Linked DNA regions of Anser cygnoides: region 1 is linked to region 2. A link is a contact called in public Hi-C data. All regions are on one chromosome and are shown on one strand. Each heading gives the region's core, a stretch centred on a gene start, on an enhancer-like site or on the middle of the called end of the contact. The rest is flanking DNA. Distances are from core to core; before and after follow the strand shown. Region 1 holds the start of UFL1 (UFM1 specific ligase 1). Region 2 holds the start of NDUFAF4 (NADH:ubiquinone oxidoreductase complex assembly factor 4).

Region 1 (7,476 bases), core at 3,921-6,420, 170 kb before region 2:
GTGTATTAACAATAAATCTGCATTTTCTTTCTATCTTCAAGTGCTTTTATTCTATTTCTCTGGTCTTAGTTGCTACCCAAGTCTTTGTCTGGTATTGGATTTTGAGAACTGTTGGCAGACCTCTTAAAAGTTTCTTTGTTGCCTCCAGTAGTATAAATACTTCTGTATTTATGCAACAGCATATATTTTATATTGTCTGTAATATTTTACAAGTGCTTCTGATTTACTATAAATAAAAATTTTATATACTACTTCAATGCTCTGTTCCCCGACAGCTCAGTATATCAGAGAAAGATATACTTCATGTTTGCAGTACCTCACTATGACATACTATGCCACAAATGACAGCTTGGTCTTCAATTTAGCATTAATCAAAATATTTAGTTGAGTGGCAAAATACAGCTATTTACACCAGCATTTTTTATACAAATGCAGCAGTACATTAACTGGGCATATGGCCGAAAACCTGTAGAAATGCATCTCTCTTCCCCTAAACATTTTGCAATATGTTCAAATACCAGGTGAAACAAATGGTTACTCTGAATTCTGTATATTACGTCTAACACTTTATCAAAAAAGATCGAGGGCGCTTTTGTCAAACACAGTATGGGAATTTGATCATCTAAACACCTCAGTACATTTACTCTTCTAAGCCAAATATAGAAAAAAAAATGTCAAACAATATAAGCTGGACTTAATATTTTTAGCAGAGAAAATTTGATTAGCTCTATACATATACCAACAACAATAAAAGTTACTTAAAACAGTAAAAATTGTATCTATATGAATATAATTTTCTGAGTATGTCCAAACAACATTCATAAAGTATATGAACAAGGCAGCTGCTCGTGCGTTTAATACTTTATTTTAGTAGTGACACTATACACACACATGTCCTGTTTCATGCTCTGTATATTTATAAATATTTTACTTGGGGAAGCTTTTCCTATTGATATAAACATTCACTGCAAAGGAAGAACCAAATTAACAAATTTCTTCTACCTATAATTAGGTAGATAATCATACCAATTAATTGAATGTATGGTGTTTTGTAACTAAAGTATATAGAAAAGGCTGCCTGAGGTTGAACTAAGCATCTTCTCATCAGCATACAGAACAACTGCTGCACAAAATAGAAAAAAAGATTGCAGTGGAAAGCAAAACATTGTTATTTATAACTGTGCATTAAAGAGGGACTGCGAATACGAAAATGTTCCCCACACAACCTGTTGGACAAGTATTTACTCATTTTCATTTACATTTCTATTTTTTTTTATCATTACTGGTTACACTGTTATCTCCCGTCTTTGCAGGTTATCTTATCAAAATGCCCCATATAAAAAACATATAGTCTGCACACAGTCCAGTCTACCAAATAATCACTTTTTTACACTTTCTTGCTCTGTTAATATCAGATACATTTAATTCCCAGATGAACAAGATTCTACACTACTCCTGCTGAGTGAAAAGAAAACACACTATGCATATCACCGTTTCCCTGATTTTTTATGCCAAGTAAAAAGGTTTCGCAGGGACTGCACCTCTTAGGAACTTCATTCTTTTCTACTTCGCATTTTTCACTCTTTCTGTGTATTTTCTATATACAGCTAAAAACCCTTTATGTCAAAAGAAATCAACCCTACTATATTATCAGTATGATTTGTTTGCACATGGCACCATAACCTTTGCAAAGCAATTTAATATTGCAGCATTGTCCTCTAGTCCTGTGGATTTCCTTCATCAATAGATTCATTTCCTCATCTATCTTGAGATGAACAACAGCTACATCAAATGATACAGAAAACATTTAACCTATTATCCCTAGCTATCCAGATTTCAATGGTATTAATAACAATACTTTTTCATGACAGGTTTAATATGTGAGGACTGACTACACTCTTACATTCTTTTCTGAATACCTTCTAACAAATTCAGAAAAGAATGGCCACGCAGACTGAAATTGGTGGGTCTACAAGTGAGACTGTATGATGTGCAGGACATTGTTATCACTGTCTTCACAGTACACACATACCTGCGAATACATTCATGGTATCTCCTCCAAGATTCAAAATCTTTGACATCTGAAGAGCCTGCTCTGCAGCAAAGGAGGATGCACCAAGGACAATTTTAGGGATCACTAGTTACTCCAAACATGTATTGTATTGATGCCTTCTTTCAATTATTTTTTTATTAATTAATCTCTATTCCAGAATAATGATATAATGCAACAAATACCATAAAATGTGCAATAAAAGTATATGTGAACACAGAGACCAAAACAGAAAATCCAAAAGCACGGATTTTTCAGATTTCCTGCCTCTTTCAAGGAAAGCTTCTAGAGCTGAAAGATGAGCTCTCAAAATAATAATAATAATAATAATAATAATAATAATAATAATAATAATAATAATAAAGGACACTCTTACTCTGTCTTAGGAGCCAATGTTCCAGAGAGTATGGAATTATGGAATTACATGTGCCTGGAATCTTTTGACAGAAGAAGTTTCAGAAGCAGAACTAGATGTTTCTACACAAATATTACAGGAGCTTGTGTACTTGAGGGTCTGTCTCTGCTTTAAATGTTGCAATGAACTCACAAACTTTTTTTGGTCTTTTAGCTAGAAGATGATACCTTCAATTGAGTAGAATGTAGAACCACTAGTTATAACTTTCTGTAACAGTAGGCAGCCAGGAGTGACTCAGTGTGGTTTTTCATGTTTTGGTCTTTTGGAGGTTAATGCATTGCATCAGCAAGTAGGAGCAACCTCAGGACTGAAAAATCTCTTCCATTAATTCATGTTCCTTCAATGGACTGGTACAAATTCCAAGTTCCCTGAGAAGAGAGTTCAGTATAGGATGTATGAACATACATATTACAATATGAACTTTTATAATGCATTTTACGTCAGATGTACAGCATTGATTCATTTTGACACTATTAATAACCTCACAATTTTCTTTTATTGTCTGCAATTAAGATGAAGGTAATTGATACTGCCAGAGTGAACTTATGCGATGTTGTACATGGCCATCATATGACATTATTTGCTTTGTATTGTATTAATAAATGTGGCCAACAATCGATATTATAACAGTTACATAAAGTTTTATTTAATCCTTTATTAACAATAAAGCTATAAAAATCTTCACACTTCATTTATATACCTTCAACAAAAAAACAAAAGCATTTCTGTAACCATTGTGGCTCTGGAATCAGTAATATTTAGAATACTGTAGTAAAATTAATTGTATCAACTTTATTTTCAAGCAACACACCCATAATATAAAACTCAAGTCTCAGCTGAAAATAACATTAGAGTTCAGTTAACTGCAAGAGGTTTTAGCATACATAGTAAAATTAATCATTTACTATATTTTTAACAACAGAAGATTTAACTTAATTTATAAACTGTCCAAATAAAACACTGATTTCTACAGAAAAAAAAAAATAGCTACTTGAATAACAATTAGGATGGAAAATCCTAAGGGGCATATTGTGAACATGTACATACATCTAGAAATAAAAGGGTTCAGAACCTGCAATTTAGGAATATCGATATACATATAACTGTTGTGTTTATGATTCACCTGCCCCTTCTTTGCACACTGGGAAAACAAAACAAATCTACACTTCAGAGAAAGAAAAAAAAAAAAGAGAGAGAGAGAAAAAAGAGAAAAAAAACCCAACTGTTTACAGATGACTACTTCCACACATTTTGCAGTTGTAGCTTGAATTCAAGTCATACACACACGTTAAGGCCTAATCCATTACACTACACTTTTGGATCTTAACTACAGTGTCCAATTTGGCCAGCCCAAAGAGAGATCCAGATTTTAGGGGGGATTCTCCACAGACTAGGCTATACTCATAAGCAAAGCACCTCAGATACATTTAGGGTTAGGTAGGAGGAATCCAGTTCTAAGTTCCCAGTTCTTTTTCCCGATAGGAAGAGCTACACAACAGTTTGAGGAGACTATCTCACCCTATGAGACTATCTCACTGCCTATGAAGAGCTCCGAGCCTAGAATTTAACTGCTAACTTCAGATGCCTAGCTCAATGAATCCTGTCTCCACTTTCTTCTCACGCAGCAAATGGCCAGCAAAACCAAAGCTATGTATCTATCCCACCGCAAACACGCTGTTATAATTTACTATGCCAGTACCATCTCGTATGTTCACGCAGGGAATTTACCATCAGGAAACACAGGTGGATAACTGCACAGCCCCAGCAGCACAGCATCGGCTGCCCAGGGCAGGGGCTGGCCATCTCCACACAACATTTCATGCTGACAGCGGGCAGCTTTGATCATAGAATCACAGAATCATTAAGGTTGGAAAAGACCTCCAAGATCATCTGGTCCAACCATCCCCCTACCACCACTATCACCCACTAAACCATGTCCCTAAGCACCACGTCCAACCTTTCCTTGAACACCCCCAGGGACAGCGACACCACCACCTCCCTGAGCAACCCCTTTCCAACGCCTGACTGCTCTTTCTGAGAAGAAATGTCTCCTCATTTCCAACCTGAACCTCCCCTGGCGCAACTTGAGGCCAATCCCTCTAGTTCTACAGCTAGTTATCTGAGAGAAGAGGCCACCCCCGAGCTCCCCACACCTTCCTTTCAGGTAGCTGCAGAGAGCAATGAGGTCTCCCCTGAGCCTCCTCTTCTCCAGACTAAACAACCCCAGTGCCCTCAGCTGCTCCTCATAGCACTTGTGTTCCAGGCCCTTCACCAGCCGGCATGAAGGAGGAGCACACTCAGCTCTCCCATGTTCTCTGTCACTACCATTGACAAATCGATGCCACATAAGGGCAGAAGGGGCCCTTAAAATGCGTGGTTGGCCGCTGTTTCAACAGCCACACAAACTGGGCTCACTGCCTGACCGAGCTGCCACTGAGCAGCTGTACAGGCTGTGTGCCTCACACACCACTCTGAGCCTCCCTAAATTTTTCAGTAGTGTCGTTCGTCTAATTCCACAAACGTTCCCACAAACACCCCAAAAGCCTGGCTCGCGCGTTAAACCAAGTTTAATTTACACTCTCCGGGCTCAAAAAAATAAATAAATAAATAAATAAATAAATAAATGTAACCCCGCAGACCGGGGGCAGCCGGGCCGGGAGGTGGCGCTGTGGGCGGCCGGGAGGAGAGGCTGCGTCGAGGAGCTTTGTCCGCGCTGGCTGCCCGTAGCTCGCCCCGCCGGGCCGACGTGGAAGGGGAGGGCGGCCATGGCGGCCGCCTGGGAGGAGATCCGGCGCCTGGCCGCCGACTTCCAGCGGGCGCAGTTCGCCGAGGTGGCCCAGAGGTGAGCGGGGCCGCGCCGGTGCCCGCAGCCCGCCGCCGGCAGGGCCCCGAGCCTCGCCCCGCGGCCTCCCCCCAGGCCCGGCAGCACGGAGGGGGGGAGGCTTGGGGTGGGGGTGTTGGGGTTCTGGGGGTGCGGGGGGGTCCCCAGGATTGTATTTAGGTCCAGGAGAGACACTGAGGCTCGGCCGGTAAACATCCTCGGGCCCAGCGCTCTGATCTGTCAGCAGTCGTTGGGTAATTCAGGTTGTGGCCCAGAACTCGATTATATTAAAAAAAAATAAATAAATAAAAAAGGAAGTAATAAAGAAGTATATAAGGGTAGTAAACAAAGCCTGTAAGCGCAGCCTTGTCTGCGTTCACAGAAAGGTGCGATCCTACTGCGAAAGGGGCTGACAGCTGTTGGGCAGTGGAAATCACCTCCCAGCGATGACTCGCACACAAAAAGCTGTGTGGGCGAGTTGTGGGGCATCAGACAAGTAGGAACACAAAGTGACTGTCATAAAAAATATTTAATGCACAGAACAGCAAGTAATCAATTTATTCCCTCTGTTGAGTATTTTTAAAATGCGCATTTGAAGTTAGCGAGTGCTTGGAATAACCGATTGCTCTTTGTGCTGTTGATAGGTTGTCGGAACGGAACTGTATAGAAATCGTCACTAAACTGATTGCAGAAAAGCAGTTGGAAGTAGTGCATACACTGGATGGAAAAGAGTATGTCACGCCAGCACAGATTAGTAGGGAGATCCGGGATGAGCTTCATGTTTGTGGTGGTAAGTGTCACATCTGCTTTCCTCCTCTTGGAAGTTAATATTGAAGGCTACAGAACGAATTTGATAGTTTTCTTCAGTACCCATAATGTTTCAAAAAAGTGATCGTGCTCCCTCTTGCTTCATCTACATCTGAATTTGTTTATTTAATTTTTCATTTCAAATCCGTATTAGGCTTTAATTAAGAATATCAAGATACGTTACTTGATTCTTTTTCGCCTATGTAGAATTTCTGAGGTGCAATTGGTCTACTTGAAGGGAATTTTGCATTTTAGTATCTGGCCCAGATGTTTGCACAGGACTCAGAATTTCAAAACCATTCTCTGTTCACATCATTAGTTGTAATAATAATGTTTTTAAATTACTGTTGCTGATGTTTGACAGTAGCATTATGCAAAGGTAAGAAGCTTGACAGCCTCTGTGTTAATACTTATGGACTAGTGGTCAAATTTGATCAGCATCAAGGCAAAACCAGTCAGGAGGGAGCTGAAAAAGTGATTTTTATTTCTGGGGTTTCTGTATTGGTTTGTCAGCAAAGCCATAGTGTAGAACAGCATGGGATATCTTGCACTTACTGTCAGTGATTTCTGTGATTTGTCAATATTTAAAGCTGAAATTGGTTTAATTGGTTTACAAAGTAGTGAAGTGTTCTGTACACAATGGACTATGCTGTATTTTAAACCTGTTTAAATATGTTTTATATACTAAAAGTATGTTTGTACTTTTTTTTGAAGGTCGAGTAAACATTGTTGACTTGCAACAGGTAACTTTTTAGTAATAAAAAAGTATATTCTTTTTTATCATGTTTGTTGTAAATGTGGACTTCATCAGTCACACTCATTTTTTAATAAGAGAACAGTTTATGACGAGCCGGTAACCTTTGTCAGAGTACTGCAGATCATTTAACGCATCCATTTACTGTTTTATGTAGAGTTCTTTTGTACTTACAGATACTCTGTGATCTGTGAAATCAGCACCAAAATATACAGATTTTTTTGTGGACTCTTCCTTTGCAGACTAAGGGGAAAAAAGAATTGTTTCCCATTTAAATCTAAAACTGCAGGAGCATGCATAATTAACTTTGCATGCCTTTTTGGATCTTCCCTCTTCCTACGTTAATCTCTTGTCTCCACTAACCTTTATCCTCCAGTAGTCTTCCTCTGTGACTAATTTTCCCTTCTGGCTAGAGAAAAATTACTTAGAATCAGAAAACCTTTCTGAAAGGCAATTTAGTATTTTCTATTCATAGCTTTATGCAATTTTGTATTGCATAGCTTTCTATTAACCTTGTCACAGTTGCAAAGAGTATTTTTACCCAATGCAGCTTTATTCCAAATCACAGATTTGCAGTATATGTATGCAATACTAGAAAAAAATAAAAGCAGCTTTTCTTAGGACATAAG
Region 2 (7,724 bases), core at 2,718-5,217:
GCATTTAATCGGTACCTATTAATTACACAAGCCATTACTTCTCATATAGCAGGTGCTACAGACTGCTGTGATACCAGATCTTCACTCTTTACGAACTCCCCGGCCGACAGACAGTACCTGGGGAGGTACAGATATTCAAGCTAAATCAGAATGGAATGGAAAAGTAGGTACACATCAACCAGCTGTTGCTGTTCCAGCATCAAGAAGAGGCCTTGCTATTCACCTTCTTTTTATTTCAACACAGATGAATTTCCCAAATCTTCTTCTGGTTAACCCTCTTTGTAAAGTATAAATAATATTCAGCTTTTATATGAAATAAATACAGCTGCTTGTATATGCCTACGTCTTGAGAGTAAGTCCTTTAAAGAACATTTTAACACGAACTACAAAGATAATACACACAGAGCACTGATTTAGCTGAAGGCCAGGAATTCTGTTAAGAAGGGTGATCTGTTTTTTTTTGTTGTTGTGGTTTGCTTAAGTTAAATTTCTAAACAGTACTTATATATTTCAACTGAATTGATAACATATGAATGTGATAATCAGAATCATGTGACAGGCTATCACACAACTTAGCAATTAAACTCTGCTTTACAAACCGTATCCTATAATTGCTGCATTTATCTGAAGCCATAAAATACAGAATGGACTTGCTTGAATACTTCTTCTTAGTATAAGAAAGCAGCCTTGTTGGATGACATGTTACCAACTCTTTTCAGACACCAAATATGCTCATGAGTAAAACCAAGACACAAGTAAGATCACACAAGGTTTTGGTAATTATTTTTATGTTGGTTTTATAGCTTTTCTTGTTTCTTTAGGAAATTCCTGCATAGTAAAAGGAATGAAGAATTCCAGAAGAGAGTTGACTTCCGTCAGTTCCAGACTGTATTCCGCTGCTATTTTCTCTGCAGTCCATATCTTAGGATGAAGTTTATGATTATTAAGAAGCAGCAGAGCCTCCACAATGGAAATTTTGCCTTTGGTAACTTTCTTAATATCTAGATATTCAAATTGACCCAGTTTTGTAATTCTCTTTTCCTCTTGTTTACATGGAACATGTTCACCACCTCCATCTTTTACCTAATTGTGGGAAGGAAAACAAAGAGAGCTTAACAGCAGTTCTGTTTACTATGTATACTGTAGCAGCCAAGCAATCTTCCTAAATATGGCATTTCCTATTAGCTTTCCCCATTTTTACAGCATTAACGTGTAAACATTTTAATAGCATTAAAATGCTTGGCCACCCTCACTTCTTAATATCACAGAGATCATAGCCAGTTGTTGCACAGCCATTCTATATAGGAGGGCCGAACCCCCACCCACATTATGAAAACCTATAATCCATTACAGTCTATGTGTTGTACAGACTCAGCAGCCCTTCGTACAAGTCAAACTGCACATTTTGGTAGCTAAATGTAAATGCAGATAACCTAATATTTGGTATCGATTCATGGTGGTGGGGAGAGGAAGGGAAAAAAATCACACTAAAAAACGGTATCCTTCTTGTGATACCAATGGAAATCCCTTCCATATACTCTCTTCCCCTTTCATTTTCGGATTTTAGTTTTGCAACTAAAAGACATCACCTCTTTTACTCTGTCTAAAGAACAAGATTTGCTGGACAAAGAGAAAACTATTTTGCATCATCATATGCAATTTAATTCTTATGACTACTGCAGCACTCAGACACGAGGTCTCTTCTCTCAAGTCCTTTCATATTTCCTTTTCCAAGTTATTTAGAAAGCAACTCTACCTTCCCCATATTGCCTTTTATTAAGACTTCACCAGTGAATGACACTGCAAAGAGGCACAATGAAAACCTTTCTTAAGGAAAAGTGCTTTTAAAGTTATCAGAGTCCACCAATTACCCCAGACATTGTACTAACCCATACGCTGAGAAACTGATGAGGATGCTGCAACACCTGTAACTGCCTGCTTCTAAACTACACAGACTGCTTGACAATGCTACCAACCTTCCCTTTCTTTTTATTTCCTTCTAAAATTGTACTCAGATAATGAACAATTTTTCAAGTCTTAATAAAATGATGCATCTCCAGGTATCTGCCACTTCAGAACTGAAAAATAGTAGTTTTCCATGTAACTTGACATGCAAAATATACATATATGTATAATTACATACATAAAATATATATAGTATATATATACACATAAAGTATATATGTATAAAATATATGTAAATATACATGCGAATATTTATTTTATATATAAATGATGCACCAGGTTTTTAGAAGAAAATCAGGACAAGAAGAAAGTTTCTGGATGAAGCTTTGCCCACAAGCCTCAGTGCTAACATATTAATCACGCTCCTCCTAACAACCTCAAACAGACAAACCATAAGAGCAAGCCTTATGTGGCAACAACCTTGCAGTAGGTGCAGAACCAAGCACTAAGATTTGTTCCACTTGTGGCTTTTCCTCAAATCTCTCTCCTGAGAGACTTACAAGTGGAAGTGTTTAAAGATACTGGAATTAGACCTTCAGCACTTCAAAATTAGCGTACTAACCTCCTTTATGAAAATTAACAAAGAGATTACGCAGAAGCTACAGGAGTGAATGAATTTTAAGATATTTTAGTTTTGAATAGAAGGTACTCTGGATGTGGAATATCATAAAGACTTAGAAGTTTTATTGCTAGACAATTACAAAGCTTTTATTACTAAATGGATGAGCTAGAATAAAATGGTCCAGTAATGCAACAGGTAAAAACCACAAGCCATAATGTAACGAGGTGGAGAAGAGGAGACTAAGCCCCCGTCTGCATGTTACTGGAAGGCATATGCCTTGTTTTCCAAGTCAAAGAGTGCAGCCATTGGTAATGAGGAAATGGATGAGCGTACAGTCCAAAGGCTATACAAGAAAAACCCAGCTAGGGCACTTCCTAAGCCACATAAGGAAAAGGCTCTGCATAAGACAACATTAACATCAGCTGTTAAAGACTCCAGAAAAGCGTTAATGTCTTTATCCTCTACCACATCTATCCCTCCATATTAGTCCCAATCTGTTTTCTTCTAAAAAATCTACGGGACATCTCTGGCAAACTGCATCTTTCCGAAAGGATAGCCAGCTGCCCTTCTGCATTGGAAGAAGCACCAGTGGGAACTTAAGTGAAAAACGAAACACCAATGTGATGTTAAAAAGGAACCATGTAGGTTGAATAACCATATCCTAACACATGTTCAAGACCCAAAGTCAGTCCATGCTACTGGGATATAACTGAGAAATGAAAACATCATGTTTATCTAACAAAAGGGTAGCATCTAGGCACTAGCTGATCGTTTTTTCTTGAAAAAAATCTTGAAAAAATGCTCATTTGTCTTGAAAAGTAAAAGTCTGATAGGATTTGCGTTGAGTTTGAAAACCACAACGCTGATGCTCGCGCGCCTCCGACGGAGAGCGGCGCTCACCTGCCCCGGCGGATCTCTAGACTCAACATAAACGTCTTTCAACAAGGTGAGCAACCTGTCGTCCTTGCTGTAGACTTTCTCGCGTATCGCCGGGTGCTCTACAGGCAGCGGGGAGGAGAGCAGAAAAAAAAACCGTGAGGAAAGGGAAGAAAGGGAGAAAACCTCCGAGACGCCCCCTCCCCTCCCCTCCCCTTCCCGCCCCGGCGGCCGCCATTTTCTCACCGCCCCTAGCAACCGCCAGTAGCAACGGCCCCCCGCGACAGCCGCCGACTACAACTCCCGGCATGCCCCGCGCGCGGCCCCGCTCTCAATGTCACCGCGGCCCCAGCACCTCGCCCGGCCGCCCCGGCGAGGCCGGCACCCACCGGTCAGCGCGTCCAGGCGGGTAGTGGGGTGGTGCGGCGCGGGCGTGGGCTTCTCCTTGCTGATCTCGCGGTGGGCCCGGCTCTCCACGTTGAACGCCCGCAACGCGCGGACCAACCGCCCGCCCATCGCCGCTGCCGCCGCCACCGCCGCCGCCGGGACGGCCCCGCGCATGCGCACAGCGGTGGGGGCGGTGCGCCGCGCATGCGCAGAGTGCTGGCGCGACGCCGGAGCCGCCGGGCGGGGAGGCCGGGCAGGAAGGGCAAATGGCGGTGCGCGGGAAGCTTGCGGTGGGGTCGTAGGTTCATGTCGGGCAACTATAACCAAATAAATAAATAAATAAACAAATAAAGAAGTGATTCAGTGTTTCTTTCACAGTGCCTTCCGCCAGCGCTATTTCCTCTCGGCGGCGCCCCGGGACGCCGGCCCGCCGCCATGTCGGCGGGGGGCAGCTGGGTCATGCCGTGCCCTTGTGGATTTTTTGGGGCTCCTCTTCGGCGGCGCCTTCGCCTGGCGCTGCTGAGAGCCGGGGCCGTGGGGTTTCTGCCGGGGGATGTCCTCAAGGTGGCAGGCTCGCCCAGGGTTTGCTGCACGCAGCCTTTTCAGTTCTTTTCCATCGTTGCGGTGTGAGGTGCAGGGGGTGCTGGCCGACAGGTGGCTTTTAGATCCGTTATTTTTGAATTGTATTCACTTGGTTTATAAGCAGGGTTATGCGCAATAAGGTTTTGTAAGAAACCGCAGTGAGTCCGGAGTGAAAGTCTGGGTCTGGTACGTACATGTTATCTACAGCAAAAAGCTGTACTTAATCACGTACAGGCTTATAGATGGACCCAGTGACCCTGACAACAAGGCTGAGAGGGCAATTCAATGTATAAACACTGTTTGTGTGGTTTTCTGTACATTTTAGCTTCCAGACACACAGTGTCACTATGTGCCACTACCTGTTGCACTCAACATGTGTCCTCACGTAAGTTGTCACCCCTGCTTTCTGTTCCAGTAGCTGCTGTACTGATATAAAAAGTCTTGTTCTCTTTTTTTTTTCCTCTTTGTAAGTTTTTACTTAAATAATAGTAACATGGAAGTATTTAGGGATGTTGTTCCCCTTAATCAGTCATTAATGTGTATTGGGCTCATATGGCAAGGGTTTGATAGCAGGCAGGCTGCAGGGGTGGCCTCTGTGAGCAGAGCCCAGCAGCTGCCCCATGTCAGATCAGAGCCAGCTCCAGCTGGCTCCAAAGGGACCCGCTGCTGGCCAGAGCCAGGCCAGGGAGCAATGCTGGGTGGGCCTCTGGGAGAGCAGATTTAAGAAAGGAAACAAAAATGCTGCGCCAGAGCAGCTGGGAGAGAGGAGTGAGAAAGAGCCCTGCAGACCCCAGGGCCAATGCAGCAGGAGGGCAGGAGGTGCTCCAGGCACGCAGCAGCAGTTCCCCTGCGGCCTGTGCAGAGGCCCCTGGTGGAGCAGGCTGTCCCCCTGCAGCCCATGGGTCCCACACGGAGCAGATCTCCACGCTGCAGCCCGTGGAGGAGCCCCCGGTGGAGCAGGTGGATGTGGCCTGGAGGAGGCTGCGGCCCATGGAGAGCCCCCGCAGGAGCAGGCCCCGGGCCGGAGCTGCAGCCCTTGGAGAGGAGCCCACGCAGGAGCAGGGGGTCTGGGGGGAGCTGCCGCCCGTGGGGGACCCGTGCTGGAGCAGTTTGCTCCTGGGGGATGGATCCCTGGTACGGAGCCATGTGGGAGCAGTTCTTGGAGAGCTGCTGCCTGTGGGAAGCCCCCACAGGATCAGTTCAGGAAGGACGGCATCCTGTGGGAGGGACCCCACGTGCAGAGAGTAACCGTGAAGGAGCAGCGGAGACAAAATGCTATAGCTTCAACACAGCCCCCATTCCCCTGAATTCCCCTGAGCCACTTGTGGGGAGGAGGTAGAAGAGAGTGGATTAGGGGGAAGGTGGTTTTAGTTGGCTTTTAGTTCTCACTGCTCTAGTCTCTTAGTAGTTGGCAATAACTTACACTAATCTCCCTTATGCTGAGTCTGTTTTGCTTGTAACGGTAATTGGAGAGTAATCTCCCTGTCCTAATCTCAACCCATGAGCTGTTTTTAATAGTATTTTCTCCTTCTGTCCTTTTGAGGAGGGGGAGTGAGAGAGCAGCATGGTGCTACTGAGGTACCCACTGGTGTTAAACCATCACAATTATGTTTCTTTATACGCACATCACTGTCTTACTCAGTGGCAGCAGATTATTTCATAAACATATATCATCTAGAACATATACCCTAACTGGAAATGACAAGAACGATTCCTTAGGATTGTTCACAATTTTGGGGTTATGCTATGTTAGTCAGATATGGTCCTCACCAGGGTGCAGTCTCTCTCTTTCAACCATCTATGACTGGAGGCCTCATTTTGATGCAGCCCAGACTTCTGAGAAAACTGCTAAACTGTGAGAGAAAGTATTTAGTATTGAACCATGCAAGGGTAAAATTGGAGACAGAGGTAAAATTGTTGAAAGGAAATAAGCAGATTAAAGATTCAAGAGGAAAAATGTAAGCATGAAAAGACAGAAGATTTTCTGAGAGAAAAATGAAGACAGAAACAGCAACACCTAGAGTTAAGAAACAATGAAGGCTGACCCTTCTCCGCATGACTGATGACTGCCTGGTCAACAAAGACTCTGAGGGTGCCTTACCAAAGGAGAAAAGTGAATTAGTGACTCATTAATCCTGGCTGTTGTGTGAATTAGCCAATAAGTAATTGTTTTATGCTTTTAACTTGTGTACATGCCTTTATAGACTCTTCATGTGTGGCAGTAGTTGCCTGAATCAAGTGACCTGGAGAGGGAGTGTTTCAAAGGACAATTAAGAGACACAACTTCTATGTTCATTTTTAGGAGGAAAAGGCATGTTGCTTGCCCTTGCATACATCTAGTTTTGCTTTTTAGTGTGCACATACAAAACTTTGTTTTTCAAAACTTGGACTTCTACTTGTAGCAGCGTTATTTGGTAATAACATCCCTGATGCGATAGTTATTATGGCTGTGGACTGCTTGCATACTGCATGAAGAAGTGTCAGGGTTATTCTGCGAGGAAAGTTGAAAGACTTGCTGGTGGATGAGGAAAAGCAAACAGGCTTACAAAGGCAATGGAGACAAAGTAGTGTAAGCATGATCTGCACTGGATCTCTACTCTCTTGGGGAAACTTCAAGGGGCAGTTTCTCCGCTTCCCAACTTTAAAGACTCTCACTGTCTGTAGAAGGATGGAAGCATGTCTTTAACTTACATTCTCTGGTAATAAACTTACTGACTTGATCCTAGTGGGTAACATTAGTGGGTGATATTGGTGGTAGGGGGACGGTTGGACCAGATGATCTTGAAGGTCTTTTCCAACCTTAATGATTCTATGATTGTATTTTAGGCCCTGTACATATAGTGATAATAGGAAGTTAAGTGATATTAGCTGTTACGGGAACATAGAAGCATTGCAGCTGTTTATGTTTTTGGACTGGGACTGGTGACATATCTAATTAAATACCAGTAGTCGATTAGTTGCTGACTTAACCTATGTACCTGAGCACACGACTTTATATGTTTGCAAGTGGTTAGCCTATCCAGTGTAGCTGTAATGGTAAAATTTACATGGATGTCTCTGGTGATTGTAGACCTTTGGCACGTATTTAAGCATTTTTCTAAGACATTTTTACTAATACGACTGTGGAGGCAAGCCATTGTTCCAAATTTGGAAATTAAGATTTTCCCCTTCAAAAGTGAAGAACTGCGGGCTTCTCGGGTCAAACTCAGTGATTCTGAGTGATTCTGTCTCTGTAAAGCCTGAATGTGACTAACGCTGCTGTAATATTTACTGACAGCGAAATAAATTCACTAGAAGGCAGTTGGTTAAAAATAAAGAGTGATGTCATTCTCTGCCTGTCACTTGCTGTCAC

The links. A called contact is a pair of places that touch in the nucleus more often than the background predicts.
Region 1: a Hi-C map of liver shows a contact between it and region 2, with 1.8 times the contacts expected there. The contact joins the promoter of UFL1 here to the promoter of NDUFAF4 in region 2. A contact is called at or near these places in 2 of 7 Hi-C or Micro-C datasets (both in liver).

Annotation. Positions count from the first base shown.
Region 1 is chr3:79,965,792-79,973,267 of Taihu_goose_T2T_genome, reverse strand. It overlaps UFL1 (UFM1 specific ligase 1), which reads left to right and starts at 5,170. Exons shown (of 19, transcript XM_048066641.2): 1 at 5,170-5,307; 2 at 5,931-6,076; 3 at 6,808-6,836. The coding sequence starts at 5,231.
Region 2 is chr3:79,791,601-79,799,324 of Taihu_goose_T2T_genome, reverse strand. It overlaps NDUFAF4 (NADH:ubiquinone oxidoreductase complex assembly factor 4), which reads right to left and starts at 3,967. Exons shown (of 3, transcript XM_048066664.2): 1 at 3,793-3,967; 2 at 3,428-3,525; 3 at 757-1,083. The coding sequence starts at 3,964. The coding sequence ends at 787.